2 separate regions of the Sus scrofa genome follow, and region 2 is linked to region 1. Evidence: chromatin contacts called from public Hi-C data. All regions are on one chromosome and are shown on one strand. Each heading gives the region's core, a stretch centred on a gene start, on an enhancer-like site or on the middle of the called end of the contact. The rest is flanking DNA. Distances are from core to core; before and after follow the strand shown. Region 1 holds the start of PAPSS2 (bifunctional 3'-phosphoadenosine 5'-phosphosulfate synthase 2). Region 2 overlaps PAPSS2 (bifunctional 3'-phosphoadenosine 5'-phosphosulfate synthase 2).

Region 1 (6,926 bases), core at 1,210-3,709:
CTGATGTTGCTGTGGCTCTGTCGTGGGCTGGCAGCCCTAGCTCCGGCTGGACCCCCTAGTCTGGGAACCTCTATATGCCACGGGTACAGCCCTAAAAAAAAAAAGATTCACTTCTCAAATAATTGATTAGTTCAGAGGTCACACATGGGGATAGATTTTGTTCTGACTTGCAAGGTTTCAAAACATATTTTTGAGTTAACATTTAAAGCTTGAGAGATTTTATATGCACTTAGAGCTGGCTTGCTTTACCCAATAGGATCTATCTGGCCCTTTGGGGAACTTGTGCTAGTGCCCTAGATTAAAACTGTTGGCTAAACAAAAGTTCACAAGTCCTGCTGGCTGTTTCAGTTGTTAATTTAATCCTGTGCAGAACACACACACACACCCAAACTAAAAAGAAAAAAAGGAGATCCCAAATGTGTAAATACAAAAACCAAACTCTGTGGCCCTCAAATTTCTCGCTCCCTCTGTCAGTGCAGTTGCCACAATAAGTGTGTAAAGCCCCTGTTCTTAAACCCTTCACTTCACCGGTTCTTTTTGAGATACACGAAGGGGAAAGACCACCTGCCCCTTCAATACTAGTGCTTGACAAAGCAACTTCATCAGAACTGGGAAGTAATTCTTGATGCAAGCAGGGAGGTAAGAATTCAAAATCCCACTGATATAAAAAGCTACTAAGTGTCACAGTAGTTTCTCACTCAGAAGATACCATTTAGAATTTTATAGAAATTAATAAAATTAAATAGGAATAAAACCCAAGTGATTTTCACTTAACTATATTTTAAAATATAATACTGAGCATCTCCCCACTTTAAAATTACTCCTATAAAAGGCAAGTGGACCCCCACCATCCTCCCTTCTCAAATTGATGCTGCCTTTCTCCTGGCTGTTTTTGTGGGTCCAATGTGGACTCCTGAAACCACAGGGCCCCCATCCTCTTTTCCATGCTGCTCACGCCCACATTTCTAGCTCCTGCCAGGCCCCTGGATTGCCCTTCTCCAACAGAGTTTTATTTTCATCTCTCCCTCAGCCTGTCACAAATAAACCTCGAAGGTATTTCAGTAATAAATATTACATTATAATTGTGATAAACATTGATTGACCACCTACTATGTGCTAAGTACAAGTCGAACTGTTTGAGAGAGGTCAGCCCATTTAGTGACCACTATAATCATCTAAGGCTTGCAGTGTGGTAGTTAAAGATGAGTGTTCAGCAGTCAGACTCCCGGCTGGGATATAAACAAGGCTTGTGGACCACCCTGGTGTGACCTAGATGCTGTCTACAAGGCTCCTTCCACTTCTTAAGGGTCTATGGTCACTGCTGCCATCTTTAAAGATGCAAAATTATAGGAGCCCCTATCGCTAAGTGGGAAAGGAACTTTTCAATAATTCCTCTATTTCCCATTAAGGCGATGCCCAGATTAATGATGGATAAAACTAAGCCTCCTCAAAACAGTCCCCTCATATCACTCCACCAAGCTGAGGAGAGCCCCCACCCATGACTGAACTTGAGATGCCACCGGATCCCAACAGGGAGCTGAATTAAGCTAGTACCCTGCCAGTGTAGAAATGCAATTTCCTCCCTTTCGTCTAGAGAGTTGTGTTTCCTCTATGAAAGTCTGTCATTGATGTCCACCCCAAGGAAGTTCCATGGACCAAATCCTAATGACTATCGCTGACGTGTGCCCAGCGACCTAGCAGGACAGGAGTTCGGTCAGCCTACCACCCGCTGGACACGCGCGGAGCTGGAAAAGGCGGGTCTGAAAAAGCTCTTAGGGGAAGAAAGGAAATTTCCTCTCTGGTCCTCTCTCTTGATGGAGACCCACGTTGCCACCTCCGGAGGTCCATCCCGGCCGTGACGACCCCAAGGGGCGCAGGGCGGAGAGGGAGTGCCCGGCGAGGGCTGCCCCGGGAATCCCAGCCTCTCCTCGCCCTCCTGCTTCCCTCCTCCTCCTCCCGGCGCTCCAGCCTCTGCGCCCTGGCTGCTCGCCTCCTCCCGAAGAGGATGGGATCCGAGCGTCCCCGGGGTCGGGGGTCGGCGCCGGCGATCGGAGGGGAGGAGGAAGGCAGGCGACTCGAAGCCTACCGTCTTCTGTTTCTTGACCCCGGACATGCTGGCTGGCTGCGGCGGTGCCCGGCGCGCTGGAACTCGGAGCCCAGCTCCTGGGAGCGTAGACGCTAGGACGCTCGGTGGCGGCGGCAGCGGTGTAGGCAGCAGCTGCTGCCGGACTCCCGGGAAGGAGGTATAAAAAGGCTCCACAGACACGTCGCACTTCCCTTGACCGGCCCCCTCCTCCTACTCCTCCTCCTGCCGCGTTCCTCTCCGCCCCGTCTGCTCCGCCAGCAGCGCCCGGCCCAGGGGACCCGGCCGCCGCCTGGGCGGGGTCCTGGGCCCGGCCCCCAACTCGCGGGAGCGGATCCGCCAGCCCGTGTCAAAGACTGGACCTTGCAGCCGAGAGGGACGGAGCGACACGCCCCGCGCTCAGCTGGATGTCAAATTCGCCCTCCCCCTTCCCACTCCCGGCGGCTGCCAGAGCGTCCCCCACCTCCCACCCCACCCCCACGCATCTCCAAGGAGGGTTTCCTGCCTCTGCGACCTGCCTGAATCCGCCTGGTTTGTAGGCAAGGTCCTCAGTGGGCACCGATGCCCAGCTTGTTTTCATCTGCCGTAATAACAGCAGCAGATAACATTTTTGGTTCTCACTCTGCTCTCCACTGACCTCTGCCTTAAGCCTTCTGTGCCCGCGCTACAGGCATTGAGTCTTACTTTCTCCCAGGAAGTGGTTGAGGCTTTCAGACTTCCTCATGGTCATGTTCCAAGAAAGGGGACTGAAACCCAGGCTGTCAGCCTCCTTCTACCCCCGCGTCATCATCTATGACAACGATGAAATGGTGAGGCGCAGCTGTGGGACTAAGGGGTTCACATGCATTCATTCCTTTGGAACTCACAGTATTTTCTTCATGTTGCAAATGGGCCAGCTGAGGCACTGCTCCTACTCACAAAGTTGAGTAAGCAAGGCCAGCCTCGGAAATGGGCAGTGGTAGCCCAGGGACTTATTTTAGTCCAGCCCCCAAAGCATTCCCTTAGGACAGCTGTGTGTTTGGCAACCCGGATGGGCCCTGAGGTGAAAAAGTAAGAGGCTCAAATTGATAAGGCTTATGGCCTATACCTTAGGGCTCCAAGTTAAGGGCAACTCTCTTAACTCAAATGTCTGGGAGAAGCAGAAGTTCAGAAGGAGAAGCTATGGTTAGTGACAAGTACCTTGAGAGCAGTCATAAGGCCTCACACCCGCCTCTGTACCTTAACTCTTTGCACAATGTCACAAACAGATCAATAGACAGTAAAGGGCAAAAGAACCAAGAAGAATGCCCAAAGGCCATAGTGCCCATTACAACTTTGCTTTTCCTTCTTCGAAAAGACTGGAGAAGTGTTATCTTAAGGAGACAGGGGTTGGAACTTCTCTTTCGCACCTAATTTTATTTTTGGAAGACTGCCAGCTTTCAGACAGACACTGAAGATCTAAGCATTCATTCATTGACTACCTTTCTCCATGGGAAGGTGGAAAAGAAAAATAAATTAGGAATCAAAAACTTAAAAGGCTGCCTACATGTTGGTCCAGTTTTGAAATATCAGTATATTTATTTTCTTACTCATTTGGAATAAGCTGCCACCACTCCCTTCAACTGTGAGCAGCTAGAGGGCAAATGCTGGGTTTGAGTTTCTGTTCTGCACACAAACTAGCACACTTTGAATTTATGGAATTTAAATAGTAACATCCCATTCTAATTTTATTAGGAAAATCCTTTGGTATCTGTTCCAACAATATTTGAACTCTGCCAGATCCTGCCCTACGAGAAAAGGTAAATTAAGTATGGGTGGAGATAGAGGAATTGATGTATGTATGTGTTTCCTATTGCTTCTTTAAAAGCTGTGTTCTTGCAACAGAAGGAAGTTAAGGGAAAATCTGTCATGGCAACTTCCTGGAAAAGAAATGTATAATTGTTCAGACCTTGGAGGAAGTTTTGAGGTCATTTGTCCAGTTTCCTTACAGGTGGGCAATGTAAAACTGGTGCTGAGAGAGGGGAGGTAAGCTAACCCTAGTCAGTAGTTAGGGGCAGTTTTGAGTTAAACCCAGGTCACTGGGCTCCCCATATACAGTGATTCACTCAGCCTCTAGGTCAACTATTTCAAGACCCCTATGATAACTGTAAATTGGGCAGTTTGTACTCTTTTGGATTTAATTAATTTTCAAATAGTACTTTGGAACAGATATTCTTTTATTATTTCCAAAGACTTGGGAAATAGGTGACCTTAGCTCCCTTGGATCCAGGCTGCATTGTTTCAGATCCTGTACCTTCACAGATCATCAGTTTAGTTGGAGTTCAGCATGGCCACTCACTGAAAAGTTAAATAATCATTCTTTTTTATTTTCCCAGGGTCTTTCTTTTAAAAATGATATTTGGAATTCTTTTTCATCTCACTATTCTCTCACTCCTAGAATAAGGCATTGCTTCTGGAAAGGTATGAGAAACTATCAGCTTAATTCTTTTTTTTTTTTTTTTTGGCAGCACCCAAGGCATGCTGAAGTTCCTGGGCCAGGGCTCCAACCCATGACACAGCAGTGACTACACCAGACTCTTAACCCACTAGACCACCAGGGAACTCCACTAGCAGTTTGATTTTTGGAGTCTATGATTCCAACACATCAGAACTGAGATAAAACTCATTTGGGGGAAGGAAGGAAAGGCTGAGATCTGTTCAGTCATCTGGACATACTCTCCATAACTTTCTCAGTAGAGTTTCCTCCTAGATTCTGCTTGTAAAACTGTGTTGCCTGCATTGTACCAATTTACAGTCCTTGATACTATTCAAAACATTTGCATGAGGGTTTGGGAATTTTTGAAATTTTCTTCCTATTTTCTTTTGTTTACTTTCTTCAAGGCATTGATTGGCTTTAATAATGAACTTAATGAGGGTGGTGATTACTACTTGGTCTTTTCATTGTTTAGAAAAAAAATGGAGTCAACTCCCCCAAATAAACAAGAGAAATACATGTACAAAGAATGACAGTGTTGGTGAGATGTTCACGACACAGGTTGTCCAATACATCTTAGAAAGCTCATCACATTTTGGGGGATCTAGTTTGGAGGTGTAGTCCCTGGATTGGCCATTCCAAAGGAATGCAGCTACACTGCCCCCTAGTGGCTGTAATGCACAGAGACCTAATTGTTGAAATCCCCTGTGCAAAAATAAGTGCAGCAGTTCATAGAGGTCAAGAAACCCTTAGAGAAAGTCCTCTAGGATTTAAATATTCTTCCCATTCCCAAGCACAGATACTACCAAGATGAGCAAGACATGGTCCCTGTCTTCAGGAAACTCCCAGTCTAGTGAAGACAGTCTTTGCCTACCAACCCTACTACAATCAACAGGTAAAAATGAAACTTGCATACCTTAGACTTTTTTTTTAACTTAAAACGCATGCACTTCACTAATCTTTGATGTAGGGCTAAAGGTTTATACTGTGGTATGAGTATGCTGATGGGAGTTCCAAAAAACACTTTCATAAGGCATCTTCAAAAATTTCCAGTTTGGTGAGTTCTCATTGTGGCTCAGCAGGTTATGAACCAGACTAGCGTCCATGAGGATGTGGGTTTGATCCCTGCCCTCGCTCAGTAGGCTAAGGATCTGGCACTGCCATGAGCTGTGGTGTTGGTTGAAGACCTGGCTGGGAACCCATGTTGCTGTGGCTATGGCACTGGCCGACTGCTGCAGCTCCAATTCAACCCCTAGCCTGGGAACTTCCATATGCCACAGATGCAGCCCTAAAAAGGAAAAAAGAAAAAAAAATTCCACTTTGAGATTTTATAAAGTGGAGTTAAAAATTAAGGTCACTTAATCTGAAAGGAGATTCCTTCACAATTTCAACGTACCCCTCCCCCATCTTTATCTTGCCTACACTTAATTCAGTAGAACACATTTACACATTTTTAACAGCTTAACTTTCCAAAGCATCCATCTGTTCTCATAGTAAACACAGCTTTTTTTTTTTCTCCATTCATATGCTATTCACTTAAGTCACATCCAAATAAATTACTTAATTACACCAACAGGTACGATTGGCATAAATAGGCTTGGGAACAAACACAATAGATCTCAGTAAGCATCCAGCTTAGTGTGTAGGGGCACAAGTGTGTGGGCATTCCAGTGTGTCCTACTGTCAAAGTTTGCTGTGGGCATTGCTCATTATCTTTTCCAGAAGAAATGGAGATCAAGGATTAAACTGGACAGTTAGTTAAAAGGAAGGGTATTATGTGAGCACAGAGGACGGACATCCATTTCAACTTTGAAAAGAGGGAGAATGGAGCGAGACGTCAGATATTTTCTTGGGGGAAATGATGTATAAATTGAGACTTGAAAGAAGGGTAGGGTTTTGCCAGCCTTCCCCTCCTCAAAGTGGGGGTATGTGTAAATTCGAAAATTTACAGGCAGAGAGCCGCATGAAATAACATGGTACATTCAGAAAATTATAAGTATCTGTATTGCTGAGTTTAGGAGATAAAATAGAAGAGTGAGGGGAGGCTGAAGGCTGTAATAGAGGACGCGCCACATACAATCAGGCAGCAACGTGATCTTGCATGTTCTTTATGCTCATCAGAGTGCCTTAGCCATGTGGCTGGCCTTGCATTTATTCATAAGTCAGTGGACAAGGATGAGAAGTCACACTGTCACACTGTTCTGAGGTGTCCATGGTCTGGTGAAAGAGATGGATATGTATACAAATAATTCCAAGTGATTATAAGTGCCAGAACAAAGGAACATTCAAAGTAATAGGAAAGTTGCACACACACACACACATACACACACACGTGATGACTGCTAGACTCTGAAGAGATTCCAATAGGTAGTGATAACTTAACCTGCAGCT
Region 2 (6,926 bases), core at 2,935-5,434, 67 kb before region 1:
AGGAAAACAAACAAACAAACAAACCCAGTAAACAAAAGATCATGTTTAAGTATTACAATGGATTTTGAGGTGCTGCAATCATGTGCAATGAAAAGAGTTCCTTTCCCATAAACACACCTTCAACACTCCAAGTGCAGCTTATATAGGGTGAGTGGTTTTCTCTCCCTGGTTACCCATGGCGCATTTCTCGCCTCTCTAATGACCTAATCTTGGTCACTGAATATATTGTCACACCACCACTCTCCCTGCCATCTAAGAAATGCTGAGCTCCAACTGCCAACACGTGTTGTACGACAAGATAAGAAATAATTGCGGAAGAGCTTTCTTAGATTTTTTTTTTTTTCTTTTTAGTGCTAATCATGTATATATGGATGTTAGGCCTGAAGAGTGGAAATATCTGAGCTGAACTGAAAGGTCACTGAGTGCAGATAAGATCCCAAACCTAGGAAGTTCCCCTGTGGTGCAGCAAGTTAAGGATTTGGCATTGCCACAGCTGTGCCACAGTGCTCAGATTCGATCCCTGACCCAGGGACTTCCACATGCCATGGGTGCAGACAAAAGAAAAAAAAAAAAAAAAGAAAATCCAAAATTTAATAGGATTATAATCAGAAAAGGAAAACGAAGGCATAATTAAGGCCCAGAACACAATTCCTCAAATAGCTGTTGTCCAGCAATTTCAAGGACTAGTCTGCCAGACTCTTGCAGAGAAAATGTTCAGATGGCTCCGAGCTTATCTGCAGGGTGGATAGTCATGTTCAAGAAATGAACAGCTGCTCTGCACCCACTGACCTCTTGTGTTCCACAATGGGCCTTGAAAAAGCCCTCCCTACCTTGCAACATTTCACAACCAAAAACAAAACAAAACAAAACGGTATATTTGCCTGACAGATTTGGACAGGTTTATTCAAACACCCATTGTGTACAGTCACAGGGCTGGAAGAGATCTCGAAATTATTTTGCATCAGGCCCCCTCCTTTTATAAATGAAGAAACAAGGACCAGAGGGGACGTGCCTTGTCACAGAGGCTTTTTAGAGGCTCAAATAGCTCTCTATTCCTCTGAACTTTCTGAAACTTAGTTACTCCAGCTAGGGAACTTGACAGTCAAATCACTAGTACACGTCTTTTTTTTAATTATTATTTCAACCCCAGTGGTCTGTTCTCAGATGAGAGATGGCTTTTGCATTCAGTTTTATATATTTTTACATATTTTCCTTTATGGGAAATTCCACTCCCTGCAATCCCACCCCACCAATTAGACAATTAGAAGCTGCAAAGGCATCTGAGGCGGTTTAGTCTATTGTCTTCAGGCCAGACAGACTCCAAAATAATCCTAATCAGATGGACACATCGTTCAATCTTAAAAATATCCACTGATGAAAATGTGGTATTTTCCCTCTGGAAATGCTGCCTATCTGTGTTTTTTGTTTACTAAAAGAATATTGCTGATTTCCACCTCCCTCCTCCACAATGGCCATCTCTTTCTAGAGGTTAGCTGGATCTGCTCCGTATGCAAAAGTGGACTTCCCTTGTGAATTTCAAGATGGACAGGGCTGTGAGCTCTGGCTGTGGTTTTGTGCATAGCACAGCAATGATCCTGGTCCTCTGCTCATGATGCTAGACTACATTATCTCCCTGGTCCAAAGTTTCCCATTTCACTGAGGGAGACAGCCATCCCAGGCTCCTAGGACTCAAGAGACCATTTAGACCAGCCCTCAAACAAAGTCATCTCTTTGCCTGATCTAAAAAGATGTCCCCAGGCAAAGCTTGCAAAACTCCCCTTAGACATGCATTCTTCCATCTAACCCCATTTTTCTAAGTTCTTCTTGAAGGAATTAAAAAAAAAATTTTTTTAAGTTTTACTGGAGGATAGTGGACTTACAATGTTGTATTAGTTTCAGGTGTACAGCAGAGAGAATCCATTATACATATACATCCATTCTTTTCCCCATATAGGTTACCACAGAGTATTGAGTAGACTTCCTTGTGCTACAGAGTAGGTCCTTGTTAGCTACTTATTTTTATACAGTAGTGTGTGTGTTAATCCCAATCTCCTAATTTATCCCTCCCCCACCATGGTTCCCCCCTTTGGCAACCCTAAATTTGATTTCAAAATCTGTGAGTTTGTTTCTGTTTTATAAATAACTAAAAAGAATTATTTTAATCCTAACTTGAAAGAGAGCCCTTCCAAAGGTTTGGCCACTTACTTTGATATAGGGGTGTTTTGCACACGTCGTGCCCCACACGTGAGAACAACGCTCCTCTTTTCTATGTTCGTAGAATTCAGGGTCTCGTAAGATCGCCACCCTCTGTCCTTCGTGTGTCAGGACAAACTCACTGTACCCTTCCAGCCGCGTCTTATCGTCCGTGGAGACAGGCAATACGATGGGGATGCTCATGTTGATCACTCCATCTGTGGAAAGAGCCACGTGGTACATGGATACGGGATCCGAGATGTGCTGTCGTGTAAGGAGGACTCAACTGTGCCCAGTGTCCCTTCCACACAACTGCCTGCAAAAGGTGTCAAGACCTAAGACTCATATGGTTGTGCTCACTGTACCAGCTTCTCTAGAGTCTGTGATGAGTCCTTGACAAGTTTCTCAAAGCAGGAGATAGACCATTTGTGAAAGGAGGGCCGAGTTTCAAATTGTGGAGGTGGCTTCAGTAACTGATTTGGAAGACCATAGGGGATGTCTTCCTTCCAAGTTCCCCCTTTTTAAAATTCAGTCCCATCCTCAACACACTTTTAAAATCCAATTAAACAAAATAAAGGTTGGCAAAGCCCACGATTCAACCACCTCGTGGAGAGCAAGCCTAATACAGGGTCCCCCTTTGGCTGACACACTGATGAGGAACCCACAGATAAAGCAGAGAGTGGGCTGTGGGACAGGAGCATCCGCAGGTTTTGGCATCCACCTTGGGTCCTGGAACCAACCTCCCATGGATTCAGACTATGAGCCAGGTAATGTAAAAGAACTTACCCAGCTCTTCCCCCTTTTTGTAATAGTGCCCCAACATTCTAACAAATATGTCAGGTTTCATTTGTACTCAAAACGAGAAAATGAAGCACAGAATTAAATACGTAACACTAAAGAATATGAGGGAGATTGGCGGGGTCGGGGGAGGGAGGTCCCAAGTTCAAGACTAGGAAGGGAATAAAAGGAAGATGAGTAAAGAAAACATTGAACTTGTTACCGAGTTCAAGTTCTTACTGCTCACTGCACCACAGGCCAACAAATCAAGAAAAGAGTTGCTGGGGCAAGGAATAGTGACTTATTGGGAAAGCCAGCAGACTGGGAAGATGGCAGACTCATGTCCCAAAGAAACATCTTCTCTGAATTCAGGCTTCTTTTATACTAAAAGGGGAGGGGATAAAAATCAAATATTTCCTGCTTCTGGTCAGACCCTGGAGGGAATGTGTTCATTTCTTTTGCCTGCAGCCATTCACAGGTGCACCTACTCTGCGTGTTTCCTGTGAGCTAAACAAAGGTATTTTAGCTTAAAGCTCATTACCAGGGAAGCAGGGTTCCCAGAGATGGGCTATTATGTATAATTTAAGCTTATAGGCAACATCCCTTTAGTTATTAACTTGTCCTGGTCAAGATGTTTTCTGTGAGCTAAACAAAGTATTTTACCTTAACACTCATTACATGGGAGGCAGAGTTCCCAGAGATGGGCAATTATGTATAATTTAGGCTTATAGGCAACACCTTTTTGATGATTAATTTGTAGCAAAGGCAATAGTATACAAAGGTTAAAGACACAGATCCAATATGGAATCAGATTTAGTTTTCCCTAATAGAAACTCAGGAGTTCAAAACAGGAAACAAATGCTGTTATTTATGAATTGGAGGAAATGTACCATAGATTAATGAAGTCTTTTAAATCTAACTTGCAAAATTCAACATTTAGACCACCTCTGATAGAGTTAAAGATTAGAGATCTAAGTTCCATTCCCTTGAGGCATAACCCTCTCCCTGATAGTTAGAAAACAAAAGTCTAGAGGCATATCACTTTGCAGATTTAAAATATTCTCCAAAAGTTAATAGGACGTAAAGAATGTCACAGGATATAAATGGCAACTTCTGGCAATAAAGAAATCCTATTCGTCATAAACTCCTGCATCCTGCTCTGGGAGCCTTCTAAACCACAAGGAAGATATTGCACACAGAGAGTAATGAGTTTCATCACTCAATTACCTCCTTTGTTTCAAAGTTCATAGGCAGTACGAGTAGTTCAAGCAAGCCCTGCGCAGAGAGCACTAAACACAGCCAAGCCATTTCCCATTTACTACCTGTGTCACTCACACTCTGCGCTCAATTTTTCCACTTGGAAAACAGGATCATAAATAAAATGTGTATCCCTGGCTTGCTGGGAGGAGGCATAATGTAAAGCAGTATATCAGCAGAAGTTTATGATGAAAGATGATCAAACTCACCACATACTCTAGTTGTTACAAAGGGAGGGAGGCTAACAAAGAATAACACCTTCAAGGATGCTGGTGCTTTAATTAGAAGTTTTACTTTCTGTGGATTGTGGATTGCAGATCACACTGCTTAACAAGAGTGCCTTGACCAAAGTAAAGTAAAACAAGACGCAAAGCAAAAGGTGGGTGGGATGCTGGAGGAAGCACGGCTCTGCCTGCAACATGCCTGCAGTGCTGTCTTCCCTCAATTATTCTGGGTTGAAATCCAAAGAATGCTCACTTTCCTGTTGCCATTACCTCCTTTGGCCTGCTAGGTTCCAGCCCAATGTAGCCTCTGATCCATCTCCATCTTGGCCTTGAGTGAAAATCCCAGCCAAGGAAATGCATGCCCTGACAGGTTGTTGAGACAGCCCCTCTGTGGGATGCTGTGGGATGCTGTGGCAGGGAGTTCTGCCAAGTAATGATGCCAGCTGATCCCATATACCTGTACCTACAACTCCACACAGGCATAAGCAGATTTACTGGGATTTCCCTATCATCTTAATCAGCTTTTCTAATACATAACTTATCCTCCAATTTAACCCTGTCTGAAATATCCTTCATGGTTTTAAATATTGACTTGGGCTTTCAGCCTTTTTCCATCCTGTGCTTCAGCTCTGGTTTGAACCATCCTGATGATTTTACTGCAGTATATCTCACTTTGGAAGAGTATCCTGGGTTTTTTAGCCACAGTTGGTCCAATATTTAACTTCATTTTTAACTGAATGATTTCGCTTTTGCTTTAAATAATTTTCAGGCCTGTTGTTTTAATCTTGTAGATCTGCTTATCATTTGTTTGGGACGGTTTCTAGGCAAAAACTTAAATTTGCTATTGCTTAACTAGTCTTTTTCGAGGAAGAACAACAGGGAGGAAAACAATACTCAAGAGAAATGAGGTCTTCAGAATTTTACCTTTTCACTCTGGTACAGTGCAGAAGTTTACAGTTGAAGCTGGTATGTGTTTATTCCTAGTTTTATAACTATCAATAATCATAGCTTGAAATTAAATTCATGCACAATCATACATCACAAACAAATGAAGTACAAGCATCCACAATCCAACCAGGTGCATCCACTTTAAACTGCATCTAGAATTGATTTATCCTTCATCAATTAAAAATGCTTTATAAATGCCTTGGAAGAAAACTTTCCAGATTTATGAAACTAAATGAGGACCAACACTCAGTAGAAGTAATTAGCAGAGAGGATCATACATTTAAAAAAATCTCGGGAACAAAATGTGCCACAAAAATTTAGAAGCAAGTTTACTTTTGTCAGCCAAATACAACATTATAAACAACGGCTGCATCTGATCCAGAAATTTCCTGTTTCTTGGACTCCTATCAACAGAAGAACGTAGCATTATTCTATAATAACTGGTTGGATCATGAATTGTTAGCAATTCCAACTGGTTCATTTAGATTTTTTTTTTTTTTTTAGTTATGGCCATACCATTTCTAATTAATTTAACATATCCAATTATAATAATTTAACTATTTGGAAAGTTGAAGTACATACCAGGAAGGAACATGCCTGGAGAAATACAAACACAATTAAGAAACATGTTGTTTTCAGCTCTCCACCAAAATAATTATAAAGCAACTACATTAAGGAACAAATTCTGATCATGAAGCTTCATATATATAACATACAAATTTACTAAGATCTTTGCTACAGCTATTTCTAAAAATAGAGAATATATGATGGCAAAAAGCTGGTGAAACCAGAAGTTGTATTGAATGTTGTTCAATACAATCCAAAAGCATTATTTAAATGATTATCTGTTTTTAAATAATTATATCATATGTCAATAGCCCCTCCACCTTCAGCAAGAAGTTGTCTCTTAGGAGTTCCCATTGTGGCTCAGCAGGTTAAGAATCTAACTGGTATTCATGAGGATGTAGGTTCAATCCCTGGCCTTGCTCATTGGGTTAAAGGATCCGGCATTGCCATCAGCTGTGATATAGATCACAGATGCAGTTCAGATCTGGCCTTGCTGTGGCTGTGGCATAGACTGGCAGCTGTAGCTCCAATTCAACCCCTAGCCTGGAAACAAAAAAAGGAAAAAAAAGTTTGACAACCACTGGCGTGGTGGGAAAATCCCTCTGGACTAGGGTTCAGAAGATGAACTGTACTGCTTGTTCCAGCAAGCTTATATCTGGCTTCATTATTTGTCTCCAGCAGCTAGAACAAACGCTGGCATCTGAGAACACTCGATAAATATTTGTTGGGAATAACTGATGGATATCCTATCTGCGCTACATCCAAAGGGGTGTGACTATAGATAAGCCACTTGGTCTGTTCAAGACGTTCAAATCCTTTTAATTGTATGCAGAAGGGAGTTCTTAATACGTGGAACATTTACTAATAGACCAGATATTCTTTTAAACTTTCAACATCCCAATGAGGTGGGTACTGTTATTAACATCCCATTTTACAGAAGAGGCAACTGAGGACCAGAGA

Evidence for each region. A called contact is a pair of places that touch in the nucleus more often than the background predicts.
Region 2: a contact with region 1 is called in a Hi-C map of omental adipose tissue, with 2.1 times the contacts expected there. The contact joins the enhancer-like site here to the promoter of PAPSS2 in region 1. A contact is called at or near these places in 1 of 5 promoter capture datasets (liver), 21 of 47 Hi-C or Micro-C datasets (adipocytes, alveolar macrophages, blood and 12 more) and 1 of 2 datasets of contacts at active chromatin or transcription factors (alveolar macrophages).

Annotation. Positions count from the first base shown.
Region 1 is chr14:99,713,832-99,720,757 of Sscrofa11.1, reverse strand. PAPSS2 (bifunctional 3'-phosphoadenosine 5'-phosphosulfate synthase 2) reads right to left here and starts at 2,459. Exons shown (of 13, transcript XM_021073102.1): 1 at 2,087-2,459. The coding sequence starts at 2,113.
Region 2 is chr14:99,782,154-99,789,079 of Sscrofa11.1, reverse strand. PAPSS2 (bifunctional 3'-phosphoadenosine 5'-phosphosulfate synthase 2) reads right to left here. Exons shown (of 13, transcript XM_021073102.1): 8 at 5,982-5,996; 9 at 2,206-2,411. Among named protein-coding and RNA genes, the nearest start is that of PAPSS2, 67 kb to the right of the region's middle. Within about 2 kb of position 4,184, at least 5 of the 83 cell types and tissues checked have an H3K27ac peak or open chromatin away from gene starts, as enhancers often do. A contact at or near this core is called in alveolar macrophages, embryonic fibroblasts and omental adipose tissue, where this site is marked.